Linked DNA regions of Sus scrofa: region 2 is linked to region 1. A link is a contact called in public promoter capture Hi-C data. All regions are on one chromosome and are shown on one strand. Each heading gives the region's core, a stretch centred on a gene start, on an enhancer-like site or on the middle of the called end of the contact. The rest is flanking DNA. Distances are from core to core; before and after follow the strand shown.

Region 1 (7,090 bases), core at 2,562-5,061:
GAACTTTCACAGAGCTGAGTACACATGTAAAGGAAGGATCTGAGTTAATCTAAAAGGCTTTTTAGAAACATTGAGCTTTAAGCTAAATGTAAAGATGAGGAGAGGCTGGAATGGGCATGTATGAAGTAAGAACAGGGGTGGGGGCTACAGGGGGGATGCAGATGTATGTGTGTACATTTTCTACGTATTGCTTTATCATTTAAGGGCCTAGGAAACTAGAGCCTACTCTGTTTTGTGCCCTGCTGGTCTTAGAAACCTTCTCTCTCTATGTTCTACTGCTAGTGCCCATGATTTGGCTAATCTTCAAACCGTTAAGTATAATTTGAAGCATTCAGGCACCAATCCCAGTTCTTTGGCTTCTCTCTCTGCCCTACCCCATCTCTCTGCTCCCTCAGAATATGCATAGAGTTGTTCTGAATGGCTGTTAACTCCATAGACCTCTAATTGATTCTTCTTTCTCTGTCCTCCTGCTGCTACCTCTTGACTTGCCTGTCCTCACTCAGTGCATGATGGGAAAGGTATTAGGTTTACTGCTAATGAGGACATTCAGCCGGAAAAGGGTACGTTATACACCATGCAGATGTGACTCTAACATGGGCTAACACTGTCCCCTGTGAACCAGAATGAGCTGCTTATGTTGGGGCTGGGGGAATCAGGTGTCACAGTTTGGAACCTCTATCCCAAGGCTCAGAGATGGGCAGTGTATTCATGCAGATCAACACAGGCTCCATGATAGTTCTGTCCTCAGAATCCCCCCACCCGTCCATCTTAGGACAAAGAAGTTTTATCTGGGGTCTAGGTACTGGTGTTTTCCCAAAATAGTGAGTGAGGCCTCTGCGGGAGGGAGCCTACAAATTGGCCAGAGGGACTAGGGAGCTGTTTGTGGAGAGGTCCAGGTCTGAGTAGGACAGAGTGTTTCTGTGCAGGGCAGCCTCCCAAGCAGGGGCCTCTCTGGGTGGGAGGGTGCTGTTTTTGGCTAGATGGGACCCTCATTGTCCTGTTGAGACACCATGGGGTGGACATAGTTCTCAAAAATATAGGATGGAAGCACTCTCCTTTCCCTCATCTTTCAATGAAAATTCTTTAGCCTAAGAGAGGTTTGGGGAACCTGAGAGATACCAATTGAATTTCTGGAAGTTTTGCCTAAGATGTTGTCACCCTGACTTGTATTTTAATACACAGCCTCATTCTTTATCCTCTTTCATTCCCTTCCCCCACTGCTTACTTCCCCATAGCTTCTGTGGGTGACTGCTTCTTGCTTTAGGGTGTATGACAGTAGCCTCCCAACTCCACAGTTTTACCTATCATAATTAGACCTAAAGACTTAAAGTTCTTCAATGGAGGATCATCTGTTCATCTGTCCCTCAGGGTCTGGTGTGGATGATCCTGTGGGAGAAGTCTCCATTCAGGTGGACTTGTTTACACATCCTGGCACAGGAGAGCACAAGGTCACAGTGAAAGGTGAGTGGCATGGACTCACCTCAGACCTTTTCTTGCCCAGTGGCCTCATCAATCAAAGGCAGGGGCTGCTCATCCCAGCCCTTCAGCTTAGCCCTCCTCCAAGGGGAATGGCACCTGGGGCTCAAGAACTGGGAATGCTTGATGGGATCCCTCACAGATTTCCCATGTTTGTGCAGTGGTGGCTGCCAATGACCTCAAGTGGCAGACAGCAGGTATGTTCCGGCCCTTCGTGGAAGTAACCATGGTTGGCCCTCACCAAAGTGATAAGAAGAGGAAGTTCACAACCAAGTCTAAAAGCAACAACTGGGCTCCCAAGTACAATGAGACATTCACTTGTAAGTTATGGCATGGGGGACCTGCAGGACTCTGGGATGGGATGAGATGGGGTGATCTGGGGGGTAAAAATTGGGAGGGGAGAAAAGGATAGACTGGATGGTGGTTGGGGTGAATTTAGTTGAGAATGCCCTTAGCACTGGTCTCCTACCTTCCACCTACTCTGTGCTTACAGCCTCCTGGGAAATGAAGAGGGACCAGAAGCCTATGAGTTGCAAATATGTGTGAAGGACTACTGCTTTGCCCGGGAGGATCGTGTTCTGGGGCTGGCTGTGATGCCTCTGAGGGATGTGGCAGCCAAGGGTAGCTGTGCCTGCTGGTGCCCCTTGGGCCGGAAGATCCACATGGATGAGACAGGCATGACTATTCTCCGGATTCTGTCTCAGAGGAGCAATGACGAAGTGGCCCGAGAGTTTGTGAAGCTCAAATCGGAGTCTCGTTCCATGGAGGAGGGGAGCTGAGCACCTAGGCTCCTGTGCCAACTGGATGGCACCTGTTCCACAAGTCAGGGCCGGTAGGAGTTACTATGTAGTCAGCTTAGGGTTCCTCAGAGTCAAGAGGCTGACTCCTTAAGTTAAGGAAATAGAAGGAAAAACTAGAGGTGGTGAGAGCATGGCATTTCCTAGAAAGGGTCATGAACCCCTCACTCATAGGTCTGTGGTGCTCAGAACTGGACTGTGGGGATTACCGCATAGGGAGTCTTTCATAAAGAGAAAGAAACAGACATTTCTGAGAGTTTCAGCTGTTTTTGGTAGAGACCCTTTCACCCCACACCACTTCTCCACCCCCTCCATAGCACACCTTATCTAGTTAGACCCATACATACGAATCATTAGAAGAACGAGTTTAGAGGGCCTGGAGCTTGTACTTAACTAGGTAAGTAATCAGTTGAGTCTACAGGTATTGCAGAGCCCTGTGGTTTGGACTGGAGTATGATTAGGGCAGAGCACACGGAGTACAATTCAGACTGTCCCTTGAGCAGAATCCACTGATTTAGAGTGACTCAAGTGAGTACAAGGCATTGAAACTGAACGAAATACCCTTCAGAAGTGAGCTGTGCTAATCCCTTCCCCCAGATTATCTGTCATGAGTAGAACCAGGTTCACATGGTGCTTCAGAGCCCTGAGCAGAATTTCTTTGGAACTCAAGCACCAGGGGCACTTGCCCAGGAGTCCCCCTACCTCATTCCTTTAGGAAGGGGAGTGATGCTTCAGGACACAAGAGACTCTTCTTAAGTGTATGCACCTGAAGCTAAGTGAAGGCTCCAGGAGAGAGGGCTGTATTTTCTGTGTGGATAAGCCCTGCAAAGCCAAAAACTGTGGAAATCAGCCTAGAAAGTCCTCACTTACGGCCCCTGCCTTCTGGTGGTGTTCCCCTTTGCAGAAGGAATCTAGCTTTTGTCCTCATTCCCTTTCATCTAGGTCAGCTGCTGTTCCCCTCATAGATGTTCAATCCTACAGAAGGAATTTGGATTATGATCCCTCTGTACAGACTGGATGGAGTGGGGGTGGGCCTCAACACTCCCTGTGAGGTCAGAGACAAACTCTTTACAGGGGGCCATGTGGACTTTCCCGGCCCTTGCTCAGAGATGTGACATGGCCCTTCACTTTCTCAGTAGCAGCCTCCTGGGCTTCCTGAGGGCTCAGCATTGTCCATTGGCCATTACATGAAACAAGAAACTAAGCATCTTTGCTGTTTTTAATTATTGTATGTGCCATTGTTACAGGAAATTATTGGTTAGTCTGTAATAAATTATCTTATATCAGCCTTTGTGGTCTGGTAGTTCTCCTGAAGTGTGGAAAGCTGTAGAAATGACTTTGTTGTATAATGACAGATTTTAGGCCAGTGGCTCTTTGCTACTCTTTCCACTCCCCCGCCAACCCCAAGCGGTAGAGCCTAAAAAGGCTGAGGGGGAGGAGGGCAGAGTCTAAGAAAGGGGGTGTGGCTGGGGCGGGCTCGTGGGGGTGGGGGCGTGGTTGGAGGCGGGGCTCTACTCGACTGAACCGTGCGACTCCAGGGCACCTGCGCAGAAAGGTGCGTTAAGATGGCGGCTGCTGGAGTCGACCGCTGCGCGGCGATGGTGAGCGAGAAGTGCCCAAGGGTGGTGACGGAAGAGGTTATCGTCTTCTCCTTCCAACACTGAAGAGAAACTGTACCCCCACACTATCTCGCATCCCTAGCGCTATTATTTCCTAATAGCTGTCTGTCCTCACACTCTCTCGTTAACTGCTCTCCCAGTATTCCCCATCCCCGCCGTACTCGATTATACGGCTTTTCCAGACACTCCAGAGAAGACGTATCTGCCCATATACCTAGCAAAGCGGATTTTTATCACCCAAATACCTCCCAGAGGGCACCCATTTATACAGTTACCTTGTAAAGCAGAAACTACACACACACACACACACACTCCCCCCTCCCCTCGCCCCTACCAAGGTACATTCGTATTAACTAAGGGAGCTTTGTCCACTTTCCCGGCACTACCCACTGAGTTGTATACCATATTTGACTTTAAAGTGGCACATTTACTATCATTCCTCTCTCACATGGAGCAGGAAACCTACTCCATAAGGAAAAACCAACTGACTGGCTTGCAAAAAGGCTTGCAGATTTGAATTAGTAACTGACTTTTCAAAACCAGATTTTACATTTAAAAAATGCGTATTTCCAGCTTTTGGGGGAAAATCAGAAGAACTGTTAACTCTTAGCTCATATTCCCACAAAGTGGCGGGTGGTTGGAGCTGAGAAGCAACTAACAAATTAGTTTGCTGTAGTTCATTATAGATTTCATTACTCCTTGCTTAGTCGTACTGAGCTTTACATTCTTTGCCTGGCACCTGATAGGCACTTGAGTTTCTACTCCCTGATGTAAGATTTGGGGTAATTTTCTGTGCCAGTACTTTGAATTCCTAACGGAAACTGAAATCCAAAGAGGTTGGATATGTTTAGGTTATCTTTGGTTTCCCTAATGCCCAGATTAAGGCAGAGATCATCCTAGTAACTAAAATCCAGGGTGAGATCTACTAAATTTTTTTTTTTGAAAGTGCCTTGTGTCACAGCAGTTAAATAAGGAGCAGGTTAAATAAGGATCAGGCATTGCTGCACACAGGCGGCAACTGCAACATGGGTTCAGTCCCTGGCCTGGAAACTTCCACATGCTGTGGGTGCAGCCAAAAAAAGAAAAAGTGAAGGTTTATATATATATATGTGAGAATTCAATCAAAATATCTACTGGTAGCTTCCTGGTGTATTTCATCTTGAAGAAATCCTATGCCAATACCTTTCTGGTGGGATCGGGCCAAAGGCAAGGTATTATTTTTCTTTGAGTAACTGGTTTTAAAAAGAGCCTAGCTCTGGACTGTACTGGAAATGATGTCTCAAAAGTGCTGTCTCCTTCGCTCCAGAATGTGCAGATGGTAACCCTTCTCTCTGTGGGAGATAACAGACCTTATGGTATCAAGAGTTGGGGATGTTCTGCAGGTTGTAATTAATCAGAAGTAGAATAGGAGTACTTTTAATTGAATTTTTTAAAAAGCAAAATCATTTTCATCAGCATAAGTGTATGAATATTTGGACTTGCTTCCTGAACGAACCTCCCATATCTTGAAACAGAATGGCAAACTGAAGAAGCAGCATGGAATAGTGGAGATGGTATTGAAGTGAGAGTCAAGACATGAACAGTAGTCTCAGCTCTGCTCACTACTAGACAGGGGACCTTGGCTTTTAACTTTTCAGGGGCTGTTTCTTACTTCTGTTAAATGGACTATTAATTCTGGCCATGTTTACCTCAGAGGGATCAAATGGGCTTATTTATGTGTGAAAGCACTTTGAAAACTACATTTTCTCTAGATGTACAAGGGATTAATATCGTTATAAATGGTCCTCTGAGTTCTGATAATTTCCATGGAACTTGTTGCTGTGTCCAGGGTTCAAAATCAGTAAATATATATATTTGCTTGAATGCATAATATGTGCCAGGTACCCATCTAGGCATGGAGCCTAATGCTGAACCAAACAAAACTCCCTGTATGAATTTAGGAAAGAGTCATCAGTATATTGAGTGCCTACTAAGTACCCAGTGCAGGATCACAGCATGGTGAAGTAGTAGAGGGAATCTAGATGGTGAACTTAATTAAGTCTGCCACTTAAAGCTCTGAGAGATCCTTCCCTGTGTGAGCCTGAATCTTCCCATCTGTATAATAAGGTGGTTAGATAAAGTAAACTCTAAGGTTCCTTCCAGCTAAAATATCTTTGGAGATTACAATCACTAAAGTTCCTTACTCCTAAAGAGCTTATTGCCCTGCCAGGGTGGTCAGGCTAACAAAGCTAAACAGTCTTAGAACTGCAAGAACAACAGAGTGCTAATGTCACACTAGATTCAGCATAATAACGGCAACTGCATTGTTACTCTGTACGTGATAGATTTAGAGAGACTTCTTGGAAGGCCTTGTAGACTCTGGAAGGGTAGGAAGCTTCAGATTAGAGGAGAGAAAGGAGCCTTGATTGTAGATATTGGAAATTGAATGAAAGGAAAAACAAAGGAGAAGAACATGGCCATTTGTTGTCTTCCTAGTATTGGGGTCCTTGCAGAAAAACAGTTGGTACATTCAAAAGAATTTAATTGAAGAGAGTCTAACCAAAGAACGATTTTCAAAGACTTGATCAGTGTTAACAGAAACTAGAAAGGAATGGTGAAGCATGAAGATGGTGAATTCATAGCACTCCTAGGCCTCAAGGGAAGAAAGATGGGGAGCATTGTTGCCAGACCCAATGAGAGCAATAGTCTGAAAGATGGACTGCCTGACAAGAGCTCAGGTGGTAAATGCTAAGCGGCCACTCTAAGAACTTAGGTAAGACAGCAAGAAAATAGAGAAGTAATTACCCTCATCTTTCCTTGCCCTCAGGTCTCCAGCTAACACCTTCCACTTGGGCAAAACCCACACAGAACCCCAGGGTCAAGGTAGTCTGGGTGACGTGGTTCATAGAGACCAGCTTCCCAGAACAGGGCAGAGAGAGTTGGGTGGGAGGAGACACAGCAAACAGAATAACCAGCATACAAAGTTATCTAGGGAAGGAAAAGTCATTGCTCTGAACTCTTTCTAAGAAAGTTTCCTTCTGTTCAAATTCAGCATCTACTCTAAGGCTTAGTCTCCTTAGCTGTGAAATGACAGTAGTCATGCCTCTGTGTCAGAGTGATTGTGAGGATTCTATGATATGGCAAATGAAAGTACCTGGCACAGGGCCTGATAGATGCTGGAGGCTCAGTATATCTCAGTTCCTTCCTTCCTGCACACGC
Region 2 (7,573 bases), core at 3,221-5,720, 250 kb before region 1:
GTGAGACACGCCCCCTCTGAGAGACGCTTGCCCATTGGCTCACACGGGGGCAGGCCTATCCAGGGTCGGCCCACCCATCGCCTTAACCCCTCAGCAGCTGGAGTCCAAAGCAGCTCTCAGCCCTGCCAATTAACCCTTTCAAAGACCTAGGCCTCCCACTTCTCACCCTGCCCTTCCTCTTCAGAGGCAGGTTAATAGGACGGCCTAAAGCGTTCATAGACACAGTTCGATGATCTCCAAAGTCAGCTTGCTCTTCCAATACCAAATATCCCCATATCCCCCATACCTGGCCATGCCTTGCAAACCAGAGCTCCATAGACCAGAAGCCCAGGAAGCCTCCTTCATGCCAGGGCAGACGAAAAGGTCCTGAAGTGGGGTCTTAACTCTTTCCACTGAGAAATGATAGTCTTCTTTCTCTTTATGTTCTTTCGTTTTCATTAGAGGGGCCCCAAGGGCTCCTGTGACAGGGATATGTTTTAATTCAGGAACCTAGAATTCTTTATGTCTCTAAATTTCCATTCTGCTTCAGCCCTTCTGCCGGTCTCTTTCTATTCATAAGGCCCTGTTCAAGGAGGCAGAGCACCCAGGAAAAGTGGGATAGGAAGGCTTTTGCCCAAAATGGGGGAAAATGTGCCCAACTTTTGTGATGGAGCTCACATCCATGACTCACAGCTCCCTCGAAACTCCCCACCCTCCTCCTGAGTCACTGGGCCCCAGGCCCAGTCCAGATCCAGCCAAGTTAAGTGGCAGCAGAACCAGAATTCCTAATTCTTATTCTCCTATTTTTTTTAATGACCAGAATGGAAACCTTTGCAAGGATTAGACATGAAAAGATAATTTTTTAGAGGGGATGCTCTGCGGGCAAGCTAAGAAAATAAACAGTTCTGTTTACCTTTCTCCCTGCACTTGTTGTCAAGTCTGACAGTTTGGAACTTAGAGGTTTTTTTCTCCCAGTCTTTCACAGAAACAAGAGACAAACACCAGAGCCAAAAGAGGGAAGACTCAAGCTGGGACCCTGGAGAATTGGTATCAGCCAGGGCAGGCTTCCTGGCTGTGCCTCCAGAAGAGTGGGAGTTCATTCTTATAGTTGAGAAGCCACAGAAGGCTCAAGGTCTTTGTTTCTACCTTGCCTGTAGTGTGGGCCCTGAGAGCCCTGAGGTTTTCACTGGACGGTAAAAAAGAGGCTCTCTCCCCTACTTCCTCCCCGTGCCCTATACTTAGGAAAGACAAACAAGTAAGTTCCTCTAGGCTCCTTTCTCCTCACCTCAAACCAGGGGAAAAATCCTGAAAAAGAATCCAGTTGCTGTGGACTGACTTCCTTGCTGGCACCCTAATGGTAAGGAAGAGGATTTAGGAAATTGTCTTTTTCCTTTCTTTTTTTTTTGGCCACTCTCGTGGCATGTGGAAGTTCCCCAGCCAGGGATCAAACCCAGGCCACAGCAGCAACCCAAGCTGCTATATTGACAATACCAGATCCTTAACCTGCTTTGCCACAAGAGAACTCCCAGGGTTTAGGAAATTTGAAACAAAATTGCAGAGTACCAATGTCAGGGCCTACTTGCCTTAGTAAAAGTTTACTCCAAGGCAGGTGGACATAGAATACTGTAGGAAAGGAATAATCCCTTGGTGACCCAACGTGTTCTATCTACTTGCCACTACCACAGGCCTAGGACTTAATTATTTGCAAAGACCATGGGGCAGCAGTTTAGGGGGAAGGATCATAGATGTTCTAGGTCTCAGTGTGCTCTGGGAAAGCAAGCAGCATGGTACAATCAAGAGGCTTTAAGTAGCTGCTCTAAATTCTCCTGCTTTATTTTTTTTTTTTTAATTTTTATTTATTTATTTTTTTTGTCTTTCTTGCCATTTATTGGGCCGCTCTCGTGGCATATGGAGGTTCCCAGGCTAGGGGTCTAATTGGAGCTGTAGCCACTGGCCTACACCAGAGCCACAGCAACATGGGATCCGAGCTGCGTCTGCAACCTACACCACAGCTCACGGCAACGCCGGATCGTTAACCCACTGAGCAAGGCCAGGGATCGAACCCGCAACCTCATGGTTCCTAATCAGATTCATTAACCACTGTGCCATGACGGGAACTCCTATTTTTTTTTTTTCATAGCAGTTATCACCAGACATCATTTCTCTCTTTCCTCTTCTCTCCCTCTCCTGCTTGCCCCCCTACACACACACACACACACACACACTTCTTTCTTTCCCTATTAAAATGGAAGCTCCATGAGAGCAGCAACTTTGTCTGTTTTATTCGTGCTGGTACTCTCAGAATCAGCATCGGTGTTTGGCACAAAATAGGTGCTCAGTAAACTCTAGTTGAAAGAAACAATGAGCCCTGAGCTGAGTGAACAGCAATCAGGAGACCTGGGTTCTAACACCTGTTCATTCACTATGAGATCTGGAGAAAATCTCAGTCTCTGTTCATTTCCAAATCTGTAAAATGAGTTTGTATAAATGATGACCATTGAGAGCCTCTACAGCTCTGACCTTATATTGCTATGATTCTAATGGCTATTGTTCACTCAAATCCATTTCCAGAGGATGAGTCCAAGCATCTGAAAGCTCCGCTGATCGTTCTGAAGCAGAAAGGCCATATACTCCAGCCTCTGCACAGCAAACTGATGCTCTTTCTCTTCATGCCCCACCCACTCACACGAATGCCTTAGTCCAGAGGAAGCTGGAGTGAGTCTGCCCTAGGCCCGCCTCTCTGAGAGACAGACTGGGAAGCTGTGTTGCCATAGCAATCAGCTCCTCCTCAAAAGGCTTCAGCCTGCCCTCCTTTACCCCACCCTACCCCAAGGCTTTGTCTGGCCTCAGCACCCCCTCCTCCCCACCAACCCGTCTCTCAGCCAGAGGAGGCTGGCTTGGGGCCCCTTTCAGCAACACTGTCACACTCATTCAGCCACTGTGTGGAAAACAGGGCTTTCCCACCCTGTCCCAGCCAGCCCAGGGGCAAAATGAACTCTGGCCCTACACCAGGTCCCCTCAGGGAACCAGAGGAGCCCCCAAGTGGACTAGGCCCTAGTCTCAGTTTTGACAGTCAGCTTCCAGGTCAGGAGTATGGGGAGCCATTCCTTCTTCCTCCCCCAGCAGAGGCTGCAACCTCACATCCCTTCTCAAGTTCAAATGACAATAGTGACCCACCTCTCCAAACATGCATCAAAGACCCTTAGTACTTATTATTTTCCCCTCCTACAGACACCCAGAATTTTTGACGGTCGCAATGTTACCTACCCAGGAGAAGGAAAAGTGTGGGGAAATTTCATTTGTGGCAAGTGGTAAAAATGTGTCTACCATTCACTTGGGGGCCTGCTGGGAAAGACCTTGGTAGTAGTGAGGGTGGGGTCTGGGCCTTGCTGCTAATTATTAGGTCTCTGGCCACTGAGTACAAAGTCTGGGGCAGGCACAGCTCCTAGACATGCAAGGACCGGGCCAGGCCCCAGGGCGAGGAAGGAAGTGGGAAATGAGCACACCCAGAACATAAGGGCAGAGCAAAGTGGGGGAGGTGGGGGAAGACAGGGACCAAGGCAAGCTTCTAGAAGGAACAGGAACTAGAGTGGGGGGTTAACAGGAACAGAATGGGGGAAGGGTCCCCAGAGACACCAACGAAGGGGGAAAAAAAGAAACCAAAAAACCCAGACTCAGCCAGACAGATCCAGAGCTGCCTGAGAAGGTCGCACAAGCCCTAGTGGCAAGTGGGGCCTAGATCCTCTCTAAGAGTGCTCAGGCCTGAAGGTGGAGTTAGGAGTTGAGGAGCCAGGAGCACTGCAGACGGGCTTCTTCACCCCAGCAATTTCATCACCCTCATTCCTAAAACACAGGACACAAACATCTTCCTGGAATCTCTATAATGCCCCCACACTTTCTCAAAGCACTAGGGGTTCTTCCCTCCCCAGCTGGGGCCTGCAACCCCTTCCCTTCGCAGAGTGCCCACAGCCCCATCCCTTCTTCCTCCACACAGGCCATCTGTCCCTCCCACACTCTGGACCACCAGCCCTTCTCCATCACACAACACCCCCTCTTCCCTTTCCCCCTAAGCTCCTTCAGAGTCCCTCCTCCTCAAGTATCTTCTCCAACCCTCCACTTCAAGATAAAGACTTCACCCCCTACCTAGTACTTCCCACCCTCACAAAGCACTCCCGCCCCTCCCCCACAAGGGCTACCGGAGAATGCACCTCCTAGCCCACACAGTGAGCCCCAGCTCCTCCCCTAACTCTGCTTTACTCCACCCTACCCCAGCATTTCTCCCAATTCTCTCCTTCCCTAAAGCGATCCCCACCTCCTCATGTCTGCCCAAGCGCACCCCGGTCCTTGTCCCTTCTTCCACACGCACCCCACCCCACACCTGCAGTTCCGTGAGTCCCGCTGCACCTGGGGAGGTAGTGGATTGGGGCAGTTACACAGCTGCCCCAGCTGCAGCCTCCTCCGGCAAACCTCGCCCCTTTGGTGCGAGCCCCGCCCCCGCAACGACAAGACCCACCCTCCCCCTGTCCCACCTCCCACCTTCCCCCCCCACCCCGCTTGTCCTTTTTCCTAGTTTCTGTAATTCCTGGGGCTCCTCCCCTGTAATACAGGTCCCGCCCCCTCTAAGGCCCCGCCCCTTCTCGTCTTCTCGGCGTCTCCCCATTGAACACTGCTTGCCCGTCGTCCCCTCCAATCCCCGCCCCTTTTTGGTCTCCTTGCTTGTCACTAGGACCCGCCCACTCGGATTCCAGCCTGGCAGAACCGGTGCCAAGCTCCTTTCCAACGCTAGCCCCCTCAGATCTCTGAGCCTCTTCTCCCCCCGCCCCTTCTCCCACTAGCCTCACCCCGGCGCCCGCTCTCCAGCCGGGAACCGCTGGCTCTGATTGGTGGTGGTGGTCCCAATGGATGGTGGAGGAGACAAAGTGATGGCTGCAGGTCGCCTGAGGTCCCACCCCGGCCACGTGCGGCTTCTGTGATGACAGGTTTAGATGGGCGGGGCATGTGCCCTCTGTGTGAGGCCTAGGCTGACCGGATTAGGCTGGAGGTGGGGAGCCAGAGCCAGGGTCAAAGCGTTAGCCTGAAGGCGCCGAGCCTGAATGAGGCCCTCTCAAGCTTTTGCGCTGGTGTGAGCAGCCTGCGGAACTTGAGCCTCTTAGTGAAGCCGTCTGCGTTAGCGCGTGTATTTGCCTTAATGGGGGAGGTCTGTGGGACTTGCAAAGTAGCACAAGGGGTCTCAGGGTTCTGTAAAAATGCGCAAATCTGGTTGACGGGGTCTCAACTCTGTGAGGATGAATAATTTCTGCAGCCTACTCTGTTCAAGAGAGTCTGAATTCTGGGAGACAAGAAGTAAGAGTCAGATGTGTACCTGTAGAGATAGGTCAGAGAGTCGTCTGTGAAATTCATGAGCCTAAGTGTTACTACAGAGTAAGGGGAGCCTGCAATCACTGAAGAAAAGTAGAGCCTTTGCTTTGCACGTGTCAAATCAACTATGTGACAGGAGTTCTGTTGTGGCTCAGCGGTAACTAACCCGACTAGTATCCATGAGGATGCAGGTTCAGTCCCTGGCTTTGTTCAATCCTATGGGTTAAGGATCTGGTGTTGCTGTGGGCTGTGGTGTAGGCTGGCAGCTGCGGCAGCTCTGATTTGACCCGTAGTCTGGGAATTTCCATATGCCGTGGGTGCGGCCCTTTAAAAAAAAGGCAAAACAAAACACAACAAAACAAAAACTATGTGACATTTACACTTCTGTAATTTAATTAGCGTTTGATTCTACTCTCCAACTTCCCGCAACCCTTTGGGTTCTGGAGATAGCAATGGGGAGTCGATGCTTGCCAGCTACCGGTAGATGGCAGCACAGGGCCCTTGCAGAACTCAGAGCTTCTCTGTGGAGTTGGCAGTGCTGAGGACTATGAAGGATCAGACCTGTTAAATTTCTCTCTAAGTCTCAGATTCTTTAGGTCCCTGTGACTTTCTTTCTGTGAGTCGTTAAGATGCTTTTTACTGAACACCAAATGGTGTGCTAGGCAAAAAGTGAAAAAGAAACAAAATTTTTCTGCCCTGATGTGGCTTGTTTGTTTGTATCATCATACAAATACCTGTATAATCCTAGAGAGAGTAAAGTTGGAAGGGTTTTGTGTAGTGAAAAAAGCTCAAAGTTTGAGGTCACTGTGTTTGGCTCAGAACTTTGTTTTTTTGTTTGTTTGCTTGCTTGCTTTTTAGGATCGAACCTGTGGCATATGGAATTTCCCAGGCTAGGGGTTGAATTTGAGCAGCAGCTGCCAGCTTATGCCGCAGCCACAGCAATGGTGGGACCCAAGCCATGTCTTCAACCTACACCACAGCTCATGGCAACGGATCCTTAACCCACTGAATGAGACTAGGGGTCCCTCACAGATACCAGTCAGGCTGAGCCACAATGGGAACTCCCTCTTGTTTTTTAACAGCCACACTTGTGGCATATGGAAGTTCCCAGGCCAGAGATTGAATCTGAGCCACACCTCTGACCTATGCTGCAGCTGCAGCCACAGCAACGCCGGATGTACCCACCCATACCTCTGCATGGACCCAGATTGCTACAGTCAGATTCTTAACCCACTGTGCCACAATGAGAACTCCAAGTCTAGCCTCTAGTTCTAACAATATAGAGATATCTTCAAGGTTGTGGATCAAATAATCTCTAGATTTTTAAACAAAGGTCTCTTTGGAAATGTGTAGGAGATTATTAAGAGGTGCAGCCCCAGAGTTCTCCCGTGGTGCAGCATGTTAAGGATCCAGCATTGTCACTGCAGTAGCTAATTTCGCTGCTGTGGTGTAGGTTCAATCGCTGGCCCTAAAACTTCCACATGCCATAGGCACAACCAAAAAAAAAAAAAAACCCCAAAAAACAAAAAAGATATGCAGCTTTTTTCTCTTGAGGAGATAAGTGTTCTTTCTTCTGCTTTGCTGTATAAATTATGTGACATTTTATCCTAATTTTGCAGACATTTTCAGGCTACCTTATGTTGTAGGAGGAGAATGGGGTTCAAGAGAATGGTCATGTCCCAAGTCTTAGCCTAGTTCCTAGGATAGGCTACCAAGTGAAGGTCCTTGGCTTCACCCAGGAAAGAATTCAATAGTGAGCCATAGTAAAGTGAAAGCAGATTTATTTGGAGAGATATACTTTGCATAGGCAGAATGTGGTCTATCGCAGAAGGTGAAAGTGGCTCCAGGCTCTGGCGGTGGTTAGGTAGTTTGTTTGTTTTCAGCTGTCTCTGTGGCATATGGAAGTTCCTGGGCCAGGGATTGAACCCACATCACAGCAGTGACAACACCTGGTCCTTAACCTGCTAGGCCACCAGGGAACTCCAGGGGTGTTAGTTTTTTAATGGGCTGGGTAATAGCATAGGCTAAGGAATTGGAAGATTATTCTAACTATTTGAGGGAAGGCTTGGAGATTTCCAGGAATTCATCCACCACCTACTTTTTGGCCTTTTGTGGTCAGCCTCTGGACTGTCATGGCACCTGTGGGTATGTCAGCTAATGTACAAAAATGAGCATATAATGAGGCTCAAGGGCTACTGGAGTCGAATTTTCCACCATCTTGGGCCTAATTTGTTCT

Evidence for each region. Promoter capture Hi-C pulls out the DNA fragments that hold promoters and counts their contacts.
Region 2: a contact with region 1 is called in a promoter capture Hi-C map of liver, with 5 times the contacts expected there. The contact joins the promoter of FAM214B here to the promoter of LOC100156421 in region 1. A contact is called at or near these places in 2 of 5 promoter capture datasets (fetal liver and liver), 4 of 47 Hi-C or Micro-C datasets (embryonic fibroblasts, heart right ventricle and skeletal muscle) and 2 of 2 datasets of contacts at active chromatin or transcription factors (alveolar macrophages and skeletal muscle).

Annotation. Positions count from the first base shown.
Region 1 is chr1:236,154,537-236,161,626 of Sscrofa11.1, forward strand. LOC100156421 (phospholipid-transporting ATPase FetA-like) reads left to right here and starts at 3,812. Exons shown (of 29, transcript XM_005660209.2): 1 at 3,812-3,874. It overlaps UNC13B (protein unc-13 homolog B), which reads left to right. Exons shown (of 39, transcript XM_021065583.1): 37 at 1,369-1,461; 38 at 1,638-1,796; 39 at 1,970-3,561. The coding sequence ends at 2,022.
Region 2 is chr1:235,902,672-235,910,244 of Sscrofa11.1, forward strand. It overlaps FAM214B (protein FAM214B), which reads right to left and starts at 4,471. Exons shown (of 9, transcript XM_013986310.2): 1 at 4,384-4,471.